Linked DNA regions of Sus scrofa: region 2 is linked to region 1. Evidence: chromatin contacts called from public Hi-C data. All regions are on one chromosome and are shown on one strand. Each heading gives the region's core, a stretch centred on a gene start, on an enhancer-like site or on the middle of the called end of the contact. The rest is flanking DNA. Distances are from core to core; before and after follow the strand shown.

Region 1 (7,613 bases), core at 2,584-5,083:
CTCTGCTGATTTCATTGTGAATCCTCAGCATTTAGAGTAAAAGAAAATCCGTGAAAATCACAAATGAATTCCTGAGCATATTGTTTAACCATGCAGGTACTAACAGGTACTAGAAGGAAGCCACTGCTTAGAGAAGTGCTCTTATAAAGGGGTTAAGAGCACAGCCCCTGGAGCCAGGCTTCCTTGGCCCTGCCACTTGCTAATTCTGTTACCTGGAGCAAGTTCCTCCCTCTGCCTCGGTTTCCTCATCTGTTAATTAGGGTAGTAGCCATCTTCCTCACAGATATTGAGAAGATTGTGCCCCTCCTGAGCACTCAGTAGATGTTAATTTTAGGTATCGTAATGGATGAGGACCAGAGCGCCCCTCCTTCTAGCATTTATCTCTGTGTCTCGTTCCCTGCCAGCCTTGGGAGACCATTTCGGAAGAAGTGAACATCAGTGGAGACTCCCTCAGCCTGGCGCTGCCACCACCGCCAGCCTCACCCGTGTCTCGGACCAGCCCTCAGGAGCTGTCTGAGGAACTGAGCAGAAGGCTTCAGATCACTCCAGACTCCAATGGGGAGCAGTTTGGTTCTTTGATTGTAAGTAAGAGTCTTGTTGAAATGAGAGGCTGAGCAGATATTTTGTCATTTTGTTGCTGCTTTAAGAAAATCTCTATGCAAATAATGGCAAGGGTCTTCCAGCTCCCAGATAATTCTGACCTTTTCCAAAGTTCCTCCTTCCCCAAGAGAAGGACTCTACCACAGTTAGCCCACACAGGTGAAAATCTTCCTTAATTAATAGAGAAAAGTCTGTGACTTCTGTGGCATCAGCTTTAACCTTGCAGAATTTCTCCCCCCGCCTCCCAAAGGCTCATAAAGAGTGCCTTTATCACATAGGTGGTGTTTTACACCAGGATCCAAGAGATGTTGGGCCTCCTAATTAGTGCTCTTAAGTCGTACGATATGTACTTTATCATTCTCGTTTCACAGATGAAGGCATGATGTTTAAGTGACGTATCCAAAACGAGGTTAGATTGGGAGATAGAAGGCATCGCCTAAGTCCCAGAGTACAAATAAATCCCTGCAAGTGGTCAAAAAATTGTGACACTGACATCAGGGTAGCATTTGAATTGGGGCTCTTAAGCCATCAGGGAAATTCATTCTAGATGCTTTAGGTGGGGCTAAGCCCCGGTGAGAAGCAGCAGAATCAGCCATGAAGACCTGTGTTTGACAACACAAAACTTTGCAGAAAAAGCCCATAGAAATTTCTTGCTTGTGCATCAAATTGAGAAGCAGTGCAGTTTCAATGTTTCCTGAGAAATTGAGCCTACAGATAGACTGTAATAAGTGGTGGTAGTCACTCTTCTGAAAATGGCATCCTAGAAAAATAATCATTACAGCCATACCAAATCTTAATGGGTAGGACTGCATACAATGTAAAAGCCAGTAGGTGCTCACAAAATTGTTACTCTTTAAGTTATGTTTTTATTTTAAAAGATATCATTGGGGAGTTCCCATCATGGCGCAGTGGATAACGAATCCGACTAGGAACCATGAGGTTGCGGGTTCGGTCCCTGCCCTTGCTCAGTGGGTTAACGATCTGGCGTTGCCGTGAGCTGTGGTGTAGGTTGCAGACGCGGCTCGGATCCCGCGTTGCTGTGGCTCTGGCGTAGGCCGGTGGCTATGGCTCCGATTCGACCCCTAGCCTGGGAACCTCCATATGCCGCAGGGGCGGCCCAAGAAATAGCAACAACAACAACAACAACAACAAAAAAAAGATATCATTGGCCCATATCATGAGTTGCCGTGATTACTCACTTAATATGCTTTTGTATTCTAATCCTGTGAGTGTCTTTCAGAAAGAGAAATACCACTGAGCTGAGAATTTAATACTAAAGGGGCAGTAAGGAAAGGAATTTGCATATATAGGATATTGAATTGATAAAACTGTTGCTATGGAAACCACATAAGCAAGGAAGCCATATATTCGAAACCCTACAAAAAGAAATAAGTATTGCTGGAACCATATTAATGGCATAACTTTAGTTTTTAAGTGGAAAAAACATTTCAGGCGGCATTGATAGTAAATCAGCATCTCTCGTTATTTGTATAGGGAGCATCTGCATTGAACTATTCTGGACCCATAAACTACCTTTAAGATTGTGTTTAATCTGGTGCCTGGGAAAGGGAAGAATAGAGGATTCTTTCCAGTTTTCCTTGTCAGGATCATTCAAGGACAATAGCATGAACTTTTGCTTCTGAATGAATCTTACATGCTAACCATTGTGGAAAGACTTGAAAAGCCCCCCATCTACTGATACAGAGTCTGTGATCTTACCTCTGTTTTACTTACTGAAAAATATTAAAAGTAAGGAAATGCTGCAAACTTGTCCCAAGCCTTGCATGCCTGTGACCTGCTCCTGGTCTCTGACTGGATCTGTTAGTCTTTTTTTTTCTTTTTTAATTTTTATTCAAGTATAGTTGCTTTACAAAGTCTTTTTTTTTTTCCCCCACCAAACAGATTAATACAAGCAATACACTAGGTTTTTTTAGCTTACCCTCACTATTTTCCTTCATTCCTGTCTTGAACTCCATTCAGAAGCTAAAGTAACCCTTCATAGTAGCCCAAGATTCTATGTGAGTCCCCCTGGAAGTAGAATTCAATTGATTCTTTGTCAGTGGTAATAATAGTCAATAAATGTTTAATAACTATATGTCAGTATCTCTTCCTGTCTTCATGTTCCACTAGAATTTACCCAAGTTTGCTTCTCAAAGCAGAACACAGAATTCTTTTTTTTTTTTTTTTTGTCTTTTTTTGTCTTTTTGCTATTTCTTGGGCCGCTCCCGTGGCACATGGAGGTTCCCAGGCTAGGGGTCCAATCAGAGCCGTAGCTGCCAGCCTACGCCAGAGCCACAGCAACGCGGGATCCGAGCCGCGTCTGCAACCTACACCACAGCTCACGGCAACGCCGGATCGTTAACCCACTGAGCAAGGGCAGGGATCGAACCCGCAACCTCATGGTTCCCAGTCGGATTCGTTAACCACTGCGCCACGACGGGAACTCCAGAACACAGAATTCTTAGCTTCTTCTATTTTTAAAGCATCACTCAAGTGTTACCTGTGGAGTCCTCTTTCCTGTTTTGGCCTCCTCTTATTTTTGCTGTTGTTTCTATCCCGGTCAGCTTAAAACACTTGAGAATGACAACAAAAGATTCTTGACCCCTTAAGGATTACTCTCATTACTCTGAAAAGATGGTGTTTCCTTTAATTACCTTCTAATATCACAGAGCAGTGGAACCCCTTTCTCAGAATGTGTTCTTGATACTTTGTGTCCTTTCTTCCCCTTCAGCAGAGAGAGCCCTCCTCGAGGTTGAGGTCCTGCAGTGTCACCGATGCAGTCACCGAGCAGGCTCATCTACCACCGGTAACCCATGCTCATTTCCAGCCATCAGTTGGCTCTTTTGGCTTTTCTTTAAAATTGTCTGGGCTACTGAGGAAGAGTTTTTCCTATGCAAATCCATTGACCATATACATGAAACATTAAAAGTTCCTAGCAAATGTCCCAAAAAGAGTGGATTTCCAAGATATACAGAATTGTTGTTTGCTACCAAAGTCTCTGAAATGCTTTATTGCATTATGTTTCTGTCCAAATTAATACCAATTCTGATGTGCTTTCTTGACCTAAACTAAAGCACACATTAACAATCTCTTTTCTCAAAACCTCATTTAGTCCCCAAGGCCATGCTTGAGCAACCTGTATCTCAAAAACATGGGAAGAACTCTTCTGGGTGGACAATGAGAATTCTTCTCTATGACTGTTGGCCTTAACTCTTAACTCACAAAGCCTCTGTACCTTCTCTTTAAAGGCAGCTCTGCTGACTCAACAGTTAGCTATGATGTGTTCCCACTCTCCCACAGTTTTCATGACCAGCAGCAAATATGGAAGTGTAAGGGATCTTTAACAATCTAAGACATAAATAAAAATGAATATTCAGAAGGGAAGGCAGGCCAGCACTGCCTTGGGAGATGTTTGGCATACAACATTAAAAAATAGATTTTATGCAAGTTAATTTCTTATTTTGGAGGAGAAAATATTTTGTGGCTTCAGCATGCTTGACTCAGTGTTTGACCTTGACCAATTTTTTTTTTATTATGACAAATCTTCAATCATTTTTAGCACGAATACTTTATTATGTATGAAATGGAAGAGAAAGGAAGATTGTACTTAGCAGTTGTTGCAGCAATGGTGTCTTCCCTATTGTGTACATTTTTGCTCAACTTTAGAAGATTTCTTTGGCCTAGGTTTTGGTCTTTTATGTTTATAAAATGAATTAATGAGTACAGTAGTCAATCAAGGAATCAACCTAATGGCTTCGGTTGTGGCATACATCTAAAGGGCTGGTTGGTCACAAGAGCATCCTTTCTGGGATAGTTACAGTACAGGCCTTCCCCCACATCGAACAATCAGCTATGAGGGACCACTGGGATCCTCCTCTGTGATTTTGTGTTGATTCTGTGATTTTTCCTTCATGAATCAATGGTGCTTTCTCTCCTTTTCAAAATCAATGTCAATTTTATTGGCCAAAGAGCTCACTTCCCTGAAAACTGATGATTCTTCCCCCCTTCCACATGCCCTGTGAAGCTGTGAACTCACTGATCACCAGTGGCCTCTTGAATTTGGAGTTTGGCAGATTTCAGAATCTGCTCGTTATTTAACAATGGGGACATAATTTGGCGTTTCCTGTTTTCTTTTTTTCTTTTTTTTTTTTTTTGGAATAAGACATCTCACATTGTTGGGTTGTCAAATCATTGACCCAAATCAGGGCTACACCCTGAGCCTTTTCTGGGTGGAAAGATGATCACCGTTCCTCTTTTTCCTCTGGTCATCAGTGGTTGCTCAACATTGTTTGGACCGGGTGCATTTCACAGACTCTGATTCATGTCACCTGCCTTATTGGTGATTCAGTGCACCTGCACCGATTCCTAATTTCAGTGAGCAACGGGTGGTCTCCCTGAGTGCATCTCACTGATGTAAATTGTCGTTTAACAGCCCAGTGCCCCAGCTGGGAGAGCACGCTCATCGACTGTCACGGGTGGTGAGGAGCCAACGGTAATGATGCCCTTGATCAGACATTAATGGCCAGACTGTGGGTTGGTTTTAATATTTTGTGTGCTGGTGAATCTACTCTTTTTTTCTTCTTTTTTTGGTTAAGATCAGCTTTGTGCCACAGAGCTGCCTTTGTTTCTTATCTTAAGCCTCTCACTTTCACGTTGCTCAAAGATATGGGGTGAAACTCAGTGACTGAGTCCCATATTGTTTTATGAGGAATGCCATCAAGTTTTGGTTAAAGGGATTTAATCTGAACCTTTAGAATCTCTTTCTGCCTTGTAGTGTCTGTACTCCTGAGAAGCTTTTCCCATGTCTCAGAAGGCTCGGGTGAAATATTTTGGTTGGAAGAGAATCAGGGAAGCCACAGCAATTGCGTGCATTGCCCATGTGGATTTTCATTTATGTAGTTCCTGTTTGTACCGTGTTTCAGACACTGGCTTAGATTTTCTGCAGCACAAGCATGAACCAGTGACCTTTTCCTGCTCCCAGGGGGCTCTACTCACAAGTTCACAGGTATGAACAAGTGTTCATATCATTCAGGAGGAGAGAGAAGGGAGTATAATTAAAAAATTGAAAAGATCTAAGAAAAAATGGTGTTTTTTATGCCAAATATCTGTTATTAATCATTTTTTCAAATAATTTCTACTGTTCATGTTCATGGGACCTGGATTTGACTGTGAACTTTAATTGCCTGTTTTCTCCTTGAGCCCTAAAGACAAGCTAGCTTATGGTTTATGCTTGGAGCTGCTAATAGCTATTGGAAGAATTTTCCTTATTGTTTCACGGTTGTTATGTTTGTTCTAACTGCTTATTAGTTGAGAACACCTTTAAATACATACCTGATTGCTGATTTTCTTCAGGATGTTGATTTAAAGGAACAATTTAGATATATTGTTAGAATGTCCTGCTCTGCATTGTACCCTGGAAAACCAAAGTGGCAGTCACCAAAAATTAGCCCAGCTTAAAGGTTTTGAGCTTCAGTGACTGATATGAAAGGCACATGTTATGTGGGTCAGGCTCAGCCCTCAGTAGAAGCCAAAAAACTTCAAAGGAACTAGCATATTTCCTACTGTGCACTAGCAGTTTCCATGTGATACACTGCAAAGTGGCCATGATCACATCATGAAATAATTTTAATAGAATGCAGAGCTGATAAGCATCTACTTGCATCCATTTTTGAATTTTATTGGCTTTGGAGACTGCTCTTAGTGTTGGAGTGTTGTGATAGCTGATGACATTAAATGACAGGATAAACTGAATTGTGATCATCCTGAGCTCCATGGTCAGAGTGACCTGGTAGGACAAAGGGATCTGTCTGAAGGAGCTCCCTGTGGCCCTACCACCAGCCTTTTCTTTGTACCTGTGCTCCCCCTACCCCTACCCCCCAGCAATGAATCAAATATAGGAGTTTGGTTTTGTTTTCTACTTTCAAAGACTGGGTAGTCCTAGTTTCTTAAACGTTTTATTTACTCTCCTGTTTTCTACATACTCAGAATAAGGCAACTTATTTTATGGCTCCATTAGAAATCATCACATCTGTTTCTTTTGCACCCTTGCCATCCCATGTCACAAATAGCCTTTACTTCCGCTTTTCCAATTCCGTCTCCTACCACGTTGTTTCTCCTCTTTTACACCTTCTCCCTGTCACCACCAACACTGACATGTCCTGTGTCACCCTGGAGCTGCTTTGGGACTTGCCATCGCACTGCTTCCTTTGTGCTCTTGCAAACATGCATGTGGATGCCCCATCCCACACACACACAGAGAAATGGGATCCCATGTACATATTACTTATCAACTTGATAGGATTCACTGTGATCATTTCTTTGGGACATATTAACTATGACATAATATTCAGTGCTGTGAATGCACCACCGTTCATATAATTTCCCCACATGGATGAGCCTTCAGCCCCCAGCCCTTTGGTTCTGCTCACCATGTTGCTTTAACCATCCTGGTGTGGCCCTCTCCACGGTCGTGCTTTTATCTCTATAATGTAATGAACAAGCCCTGATTTTCACCTGTGGAGCCACACCCTTTGAATTCTGACAGTACCCACTGCTGTCACTTCCAGCTGGCTAAGCAAGTGCCCTCTCTGAGGGAGAAAAGGAGAGGGGTAGCACAGTTTGGAGTTCCGCTGTATATACCCTAACAATATACCGAGTGAACAGTGTGGCAGGGTTTGAGCGAATCTTGCAGAATCTGTGATTGTGCCCATCTGTGTATCGTCTTTCAAAGCATTTTGAAACTGACAGCTTTAGCGTAGTTGAGTTCTTCATTTTAATGAAATCAGTGGGGCCACCTAAAGCTGCAGTTACATGGCTGCTTAGCATGGTGAAACACAGTGGTAGATTCAGGTGAAAAGCTGTGAAGCGTTTAAGCTGACTAGCAGTTTTTAACTTGTCTCCTGATTAATTAACTTGTCTCCTGAGGGGATGTGCAATGCCCATGTGCCAGAACACGTGCACACACACACACCACAGGAGAGAGGTCTGATGTTGGCTCGCGGGCTGGGCCGCTG
Region 2 (7,613 bases), core at 2,854-5,353, 150 kb before region 1:
CTGTCATACATGCATTGCATCCGAGTTTCTGCTGAGGGAAGGTGAAGAGTGGCTGTGGTTGATTCAGGACAGTACTTTTAGAGCCTTTGCTACTGAAGGGTCAGCGACTGCCTCTCTGCCTGGGGGCTTACCAGCTTCTAACCATGCATGCGGGAGGTTTCTAGATTCTGTTTCTTCAGATGAGGAAGCCAGAGGTGGAGTTAGGCCAAGGACTTGCCCATTGTCCCCCAGCTAGTGAGGTGGTGGAGATGGATGGAATCCAAAGTTAATTTTATCTGATGAAGAAAATAGATGCTCGCTCCATCTCTATAATGACAGTTAAGCAATTATTTAAACAGTAGTATCCAGAGGGGTCTCTTCATTTCCTCCACTGCTCTTCCTCTCACCACTGGCAGGAATGTTTAGGCAGAAGAATGCCATTAATTTTCCAAAAGGGACATTCTGTGTGCTTTGGGGTTCCAGAGGTTCCAAGATTACCTGGGCCAGGCCAGGTATGTGCTCTTCTTACTGTGAGTTGGCTGTTAACTTTCACGACGCTGAGGGGGCCGTGTTGGAGGGCGTGGTTTGAATGGTGCCTGGTGTTTCTTGAATCCACAAAGTTCTCCCTGTAGCCTCTGGTTCTGCTGCCTGGGATGAGCCTCTTCCTTCTTCCTCTCATCTGAATCTGCTCCCTGTTGGAGCAAGGCAGGCGGCAGCGGCGGCTCCCAGCCCAGACAGGCTTCAGCACAGCCCTGACTGGGTACAGCTCCGGGGTGTCTGGGTGGGTGGCTCTCAGCAGGGCCCTACCTGGGCGGGAGCTGCTGCCGAGCCCTCCCCTTGGCACCTCCCTCGGACACACGCTCTTGCTCCAGGCTGTTGATCACCTGTCAACAGAGAGGACGGGTAGAGTCCAGGATTTCTCCTCACTGCCGCTGTTGTCAGGGGAAACGGACAGCCGCCTGCATCTAGACCAGCCACTCTCTATCGCTCTTCCCTTTAAACCGAGGTCTTCCTGCCTGGCATCTGGTAAGTAAGTGCCACAAAGGATTCCGTTTTCCCTGGTTAATGTCAAGAAAATCTTCTTTTACAGACGACCCATTAGCTTTACTCTAAATGAGCCAGAATTTGGGCAATTATTTGATCTTTCTTTCTTTGCTTCTTTCTTTCTGCCTTTCTTTCTTTCTTTCTGCCTTTTTGCCTTTCTTTCACTGTCTATATTTTGATTTTTGAAGCATGCAAAAAATGTTTAATGGATTTAAGAAAGAGGAAAAGAAAAAAGGCAAAGAAAGAGAAAGAATAATTGTATTTAACCCATGCCATCTTGTTTGAAACCTGTTTTTTTTGTTTTTTCTCAGCGCAGTGAAAAATTATTATACAGCTACTGCTCTGGTGCTTCCCCCCACACCCCTTTATGAATAAATTATTGCATTTGTCATCACTGTGTTCCTAAAATGTCTAAAATAGATACAGTGAAGGGATCTGTCATGCAGAGTTTAGAAATTTGGTACAAAACGCCAGGTGAAATAAGGACATCTTCTATTAAAAAGATTTTTTTTTTTTAGGTTTAATTGTGTATTAAGTTCAGTTTAAAGCATAGCTAATGCAGCCAGTGGTGGGACAGGTGTCTGCTTTTTTATTGTTCTAGTCTTTCTCTTGGGATACAAACACCTTCCTCATTTGTTTTATAACCTTTACAGGAAGTGCTTGAGGATGAGTCACATGACTCCTAACTTTAGTTTTCACTTGCGTTCACAGGGATTACATGGTCTTGCTCTTATATGGATAAATACTGAGTTCTGAACAATTAGATCATTGTTCATTGTCTTTTTCCCTACATTCCTCAGTCTCTAGACATAGAAACTTGTATTCCCTTTAAGAGAAAAGAAAACCAGCACTTGGGGTTCCCGTCATGGCTCAGCAAAAACAAATCTGACTAGTATCCACGAGGACGCAGATTTGATCCCTGGCCTCGCTCAGTGGGTTAAGGATCTGGTGTTGCCATCAGCTGTGGTCTAGGTCATAGACATGGCTCGGATCTGGCGTTGCTGTGGCTCTGGTGTAGGGCTGCAGCTGTAGCTCCGATTCTGCCCCTAGCCTGGGAACTGTTGCAGGTGTGGTCCTAAAAGACAAGAAAGAAGGAAAGAAAGAAAACCAGCACTTGTATTTTCGTGATTCCAAGTTAAAGAGTCTTCTCATTAAAGGTCATTAAAAACACACTTAAAGAAATTAATCTCCGGGAATCTATTGTCTTTCCATTTGAGGTAAATCTCTCTAGCAGAAATTAGTGCGGCCCTCCATTTTTTTTTTTTTTTTTTTTTACACTTTAGTCACAAATAATGCTTTGTGGTAAATATGTAATTGGAGGAAAATTAAGTTATGTAATGCTGGAGTGGAAAACCGGGTTCAGTGCTTGCTCTTTGGGGTGAGTCCGTAAATGATGAGAAACTCTCGGGCTGCCTTAGACAAAGGATGAGCCCTGAGCGTGTATAGCAGCCTGAGGCATGTCAGAAAGAACACTTGTCAGGAATCTTCAAAAACCCAGCTCTTGGTAACATGTGAAATTGAACTTCTGACCCTTTTTGTCTGATGGTGACTTCTTGTTTTGCCTGAGAGTTGAGTGGCATTGGTTCCCTGGATGTGGGTGAAACTGCTAAGCAGCTTAACGAAGAGGGAATTGCCACCCTTCTGGTGTGGGACTTGGAACTGTGGAGGCGAAACCATCACCTTAAAAGGAGATGTTTCCATGGAGAAGTGGGGAGTCACAGGCACAGATCCCACAGACTTCACCTGTTTCTACTCCCTTACTTAGAGAGTCCTCTGTCCGTGAGGGGACAGTCACACCTCACGAGGGATAAGAAAGACAAACCCTAGAGATTTAATTGCCACTGTGAGTGGAGAGCAGTGGTCGAAGAAAGGCAAGAAATGCCTCCCTCCTTCCTGAGACGTCCCTGTTTGGTTCTGCCCCTTCCATGCCTTTGCAGTGCCCTTCTCCCGAAATGACCCAAACTCTGTGTTTGGCAACAGGAGGCGGCAGCTTCATCTAAATGCATTTTTGCAGTTTGTGAACTCTCAGCCCTGCCAAGGTGCCTGGGCCCCTGGTTAATGATCTTTAATGTAAAAGATTCTTCTCCACGATTAGCACTTAGCTCGGTCACCACCACCCAAGCTGAACTCCGAGATCCTCCTGTGTGATTGATTCTCTGCCCGCCATCTGCCCACCTGCCGGAGCTGGGCACAGCCGGTTCTCTCCTGATGTGTGCTCTTTCCCTTGGGGCAGGGACAAGGGGGAGTGCAGCGGGAGCCAGCTGAGGTGGAACCAAAGGTATTCAGCAGAAGGAGCAGCTGCAGAGCACCCAGTGTGGTGGCAGGTTCCTAGGTGGCTTGCAGGCTCCTGAGACCAGAGCCGACCTTGGGAGCCTTTCGTGGAGCCTGCTTTAGGACATTCTGTCCAGGTGGTGGTGAGGGATCAGCATCCCCCAGCCACAGGTATTGACTCTGGTTCTCTTTAAAGCCACCTTGGCAACCATCTGCACTCCTCGGCTTCTTTCCGCTGAGAGCCCGCTGGCATTCTTCCATGAAGGTAAGAGGCGTTTGCATGGTCCTGCAACTCTGGGGGTGGGTGGAATTAGCCATTTTCTTCTGACCTATAAGTGGGTTGTGGAGGTGACTTCTACACATTCATACAGACATCTATAAAAAGAGAAGGAATAGCTTTCCTAACCACAAAAACGAGAAATGACCTTTTGCATCATGAGAAACAGCTTTCAAAACCAGTTTTCAAAAAAAATCCAGTGGCACCAAGCCGCAATCTCTCAAATTTCCCTTAAGAACTTACTCATCCTGTTTCACTGTTGCTTATAAAATATTCCTTTCCACTCCACCCCCCAGTTAAGCAGAGTGACCTATAAAAAACCTTGATACTTTTGCCAAAAGCATTTATAAGGAAAGCCCCTACTTGCATTAGATCTTTCCTCTCTCCTAGCCTTAATTTTCTTCTAGGGAATGGGGTCTGTTTTTATCACTGATGGCCAAATGATCTTTGGGCAGCGTTCCCTGTGGTCCTTGGAGGCAGAATGTGGGTGTGTTGAGTGGCACCCAGTGGTCATGAGTTGTCCCTTTTGGCCTCTTTCCCAGACCAACTTCTGTCTCGTGCTTGGTTGGTTTGGCTTCTGGTTGTAGAATCTGATGTTTACTGTAGAATGCTGGGATGGAGAATGGTTTCTAAGCTTTGATTCTATTCTTTGTTCCTACGGAATTATCAAATCCATACATTTTTATTGCTTTTCAAGTACTCAGAACAATGGAGGAGAAAAACCTCATAAAACCAGTTTTGCCTCTTTGGTCATCCACAGTGATTGTATTTTCTGAGACAAATAATAGTTTATATGGCCTAATAAAAGACTTTTTAAGAAGTTATTTAATAACCACGTTGAAATCTTACATTGCTATTGAAATATATATGTAAATTATTATATAACATACAAATCATCATAATATAATTTGATTATTAATATAATTGTTAATATAAATTATTAATATTAATAACACAAATTATTATAATATATAAATTATTATGTATAAACATACACACACACACACACACACACACACACACACATACCGGCCAAGCCCATGGCATGCAGAAGTTTCTGGGCCAGGAATAGTACCCATGCCACAGCAGTGACCAGACTTACCACGGTGACAATACTGGATATTTAACCTGCTAGGCCACTAGAGAACTCTGAATCATATTTATTCATATGTATCATGAATTACTTCTAGGCAGTGCGTCTCAACCAGGGTTGACTTGTCCTTCTCCCTCCTAAGGACTTTTGGCAATGCTTGGAGAGATTTTTCACTGTCCCTTTAGTGGGGACAGGCCAGGGATGCTGCTCAGCCTTCTGCAGTGCACAAGACAGCCCTCCACCACAAAGAAGTATCCAGCCAGTGTCAGCAGTGCCAAGGTTGTCACTGCTTTAAGAAACATGCAACATTAGAACTGCTGTGGAAAATCTGAACGCTCTGAGTAGCTGATCCATAAGGAGTAAAAGTTTGAATTTTGCAAGTGTTCCCCATTGGGCCAGGTTGAGTTAACAAATTAGTGGAGCGTGTGAATTGTATAATATACCTGTAATACAATGCAGTGTGTTTCCTGCAAGTTCAAATTATTAGCAAAGTGTCTTACTTAACATCATTTACTTAGTAGTGACTTGATAGCATGAATGACATGAAGAAGGAGTTTTCATTGTCAGGCAGGAAAAGCCCTTCATTTGTGGTGGAAATCACTCCAGGGCAGCTGGCGGGAAGACCCTGCTGTGGTCATGTTGTCTGAGTCCCTCTGTGGCTGATGACAGGACAGGGACATCCCCGTTGCTAACCTCACTGTGGTTGTTGGAGACAGAAATAAGGGACTGCGAAATTTTAGATGCAGGAGGGGATCTTAAGTTGAGTCTAACACCTTCTATTTTGAGATTAAACTCTAGCCCAGAAAGGTTAACTTTCCTTTTCTCACCATTCTGATGTGGTTTCTCCCTCAGTTCAGTTCTTGAGACAATTTTTGCCTATTTATGGCATTCACTTTCCATTAGGTGTTCATTTTGGACACCTTTTGCTGTCATCCTGCCTTGCTCTTGGAAAACTTGAAGGTTAACTTTTCATGCATTTATTTCTTGATGCTTTAATTGGATCAAACAAACTTTGGGAATAAGGACAGTGGCTTACCTACCTGTGGGTCCAAATAGTACCCCGAGAAGTGTTTTGTAAGTTTCAGACCCCAAGAAGCTGTATATTGACCTGGTTTAAATGATACACCAGTTTAGTATGACTGAACCAGCCTTTGTACCTAAAACTGACTTTAGAGTTGGTGTCCTTCATACAGCAACTCATTCATACGTGAAAACGCTTTACGTACTTGAAGAGTGTAAGTTCTCTTCAGACGGTAGCTATAGGTCAGGATTGGTCTGTTGAAAAGCTGACTCTTTTCTTTCTTTTTTTAGTCTTTTTAGGACTACACCTGTGGCATATGGAATTTCCCAGGCTAGGGATCAAATCGGAGCTACAGCTATAGGCCTACACCACAGCCACAGCAACGCCAGATCTGAGGTGTGTCTGCAACCTTACACCACAGCTCACAGTAATGCTGGATCCTTAACCCACTGATCGAGGCCAGGAATTGAACCTGCATCCTCAGTGGATGCTAGTTGGATTCGTTACTGCTGAGCCATGATGGAAACTCCAAAGAGCTGACCCTTGATGGTGATTTTGTCTGGTATTTGCATTTTTCTTGGGCTTAGCATGCCTCAAGAGGCATCATTTTAGTTCTTTATGCTTGTATATGTTGTATTTGCTTAAATAGCTTTCCTGTGGTTGAATTTTATTATTTTTATTTTTATTTCCCCAATACATTATTTTCTTTTCTACTGTACAGCATGGTGACCCAGTTACACATACATGTATACATTCTTTTTTCCCATTCTCATGCTCCATGTTAAGTGACTAGACATAGTTCCCAGTGCTACACAGCAGGATCTTTTTGCTAATCCATTCCATAGGCAATAGTCTGCATCTGTTAACCCCAAGCTCCCAATCCATCCCATTCCCTTCCCCTCCCCCTTGGCAACCACAAGTCTGTTCTCTAAGTCCATGATTTTCTTTTCGGTGGAAAGGTTCATTTGCGCTGTATATTAGATTCCAGATATAAGTGATATCATATGGTATTTGTCTTTCTCTTTCTGACTTCACTCAGGATGAGAGTCTCTAGTTCCATCCATGTTGCTGCAAATGACATTATTTTGTTCTTTTTATGGCCGAGTAGTATTCCATTGTGTATATATACCACATCTTCCGAATCAAATCATCTGTCAATGGACATTTAGGTTATTTCCATGTCATGGCTATTGTGAATAGTGCTGCAATGAACATGCAGGTGCATGTGTTTTTTTAAAGGAAAGTTTTGTCTGGATATATGCCCAAGAGTGGGAATGCTGGGTTATATGGTAGTTCTATGTATAGATAAGGTACCTCCAAACCGTTCTCCATAGTGGTTGTATCAGTTTACATTCCCACCAACAGTGCAGGAGGGTTCCCTTTTCTCCACAACCCCTCCAGCATTTGTTATTTGTGGATTTATGAACAATGGCCATTCTGACTGGTGTGAGGTGGTATCTCATGGTAGTTTTGATTTGCTTTTCTCTAGTAATCAGGGATGTTGAGCATTTTTTCATGTGCTTGTTGGCCATCTGTATATCTTCCTTGAAGAAATGTCTATTCAGGTCTTTTGCCCATTTTTCCAATGGGTTGTTGGTTTTTTTGCTGTTGAGTTGTATAAGTTGCTTGTATGTTTTAGAGATTAACCCCTTGTCCATTGCATCGTTTGAAACTATTTTTTCCCATTCTGTAAGTTGTCTTTTTTTTTTTTTTTTTTTTTTTAATGGTTTCCTTTGCTGTGCAAAAGCTTGTCAGTTTGATTAGGTCCCATTGGTTTAGTTTTGCTTTTATTTCTGTTGCTTTGGGAGACTGACCTGAGAAAACATTTGTAAGGTTGATGTCAGAGAAGGTTTTGCCTGTGTTCTCTTCCAGGAGTTTGATGGTGTCTTGTGTTACATTTAAGTCTTTAAGCCATTTTGAGTTTATTT

The links. A called contact is a pair of places that touch in the nucleus more often than the background predicts.
Region 2: a Hi-C map of embryonic fibroblasts shows a contact between it and region 1, with 1.6 times the contacts expected there. The contact joins two enhancer-like sites. A contact is called at or near these places in 1 of 5 promoter capture datasets (liver), 24 of 47 Hi-C or Micro-C datasets (adipose tissue, alveolar macrophages, brain and 13 more) and 1 of 2 datasets of contacts at active chromatin or transcription factors (skeletal muscle).

Annotation. Positions count from the first base shown.
Region 1 is chr1:162,425,446-162,433,058 of Sscrofa11.1, reverse strand. NEDD4L (E3 ubiquitin-protein ligase NEDD4-like) reads left to right here. Exons shown (of 32, transcript XM_021073866.1): 11 at 405-581; 12 at 3,332-3,406; 13 at 5,033-5,092. Among named protein-coding and RNA genes, the nearest start is that of MIR122, 99 kb to the right of the region's middle. Within about 2 kb of position 3,833, at least 3 of the 83 cell types and tissues checked have an H3K27ac peak or open chromatin away from gene starts, as enhancers often do. A contact at or near this core is called in embryonic fibroblasts, where this site is marked.
Region 2 is chr1:162,577,836-162,585,448 of Sscrofa11.1, reverse strand. All of the region lies in intron 2 of NEDD4L (E3 ubiquitin-protein ligase NEDD4-like), which reads left to right. Among named protein-coding and RNA genes, the nearest start is that of NEDD4L, 150 kb to the left of the region's middle. Within about 2 kb of position 4,103, at least 14 of the 83 cell types and tissues checked have an H3K27ac peak or open chromatin away from gene starts, as enhancers often do. A contact at or near this core is called in embryonic fibroblasts, where this site is marked.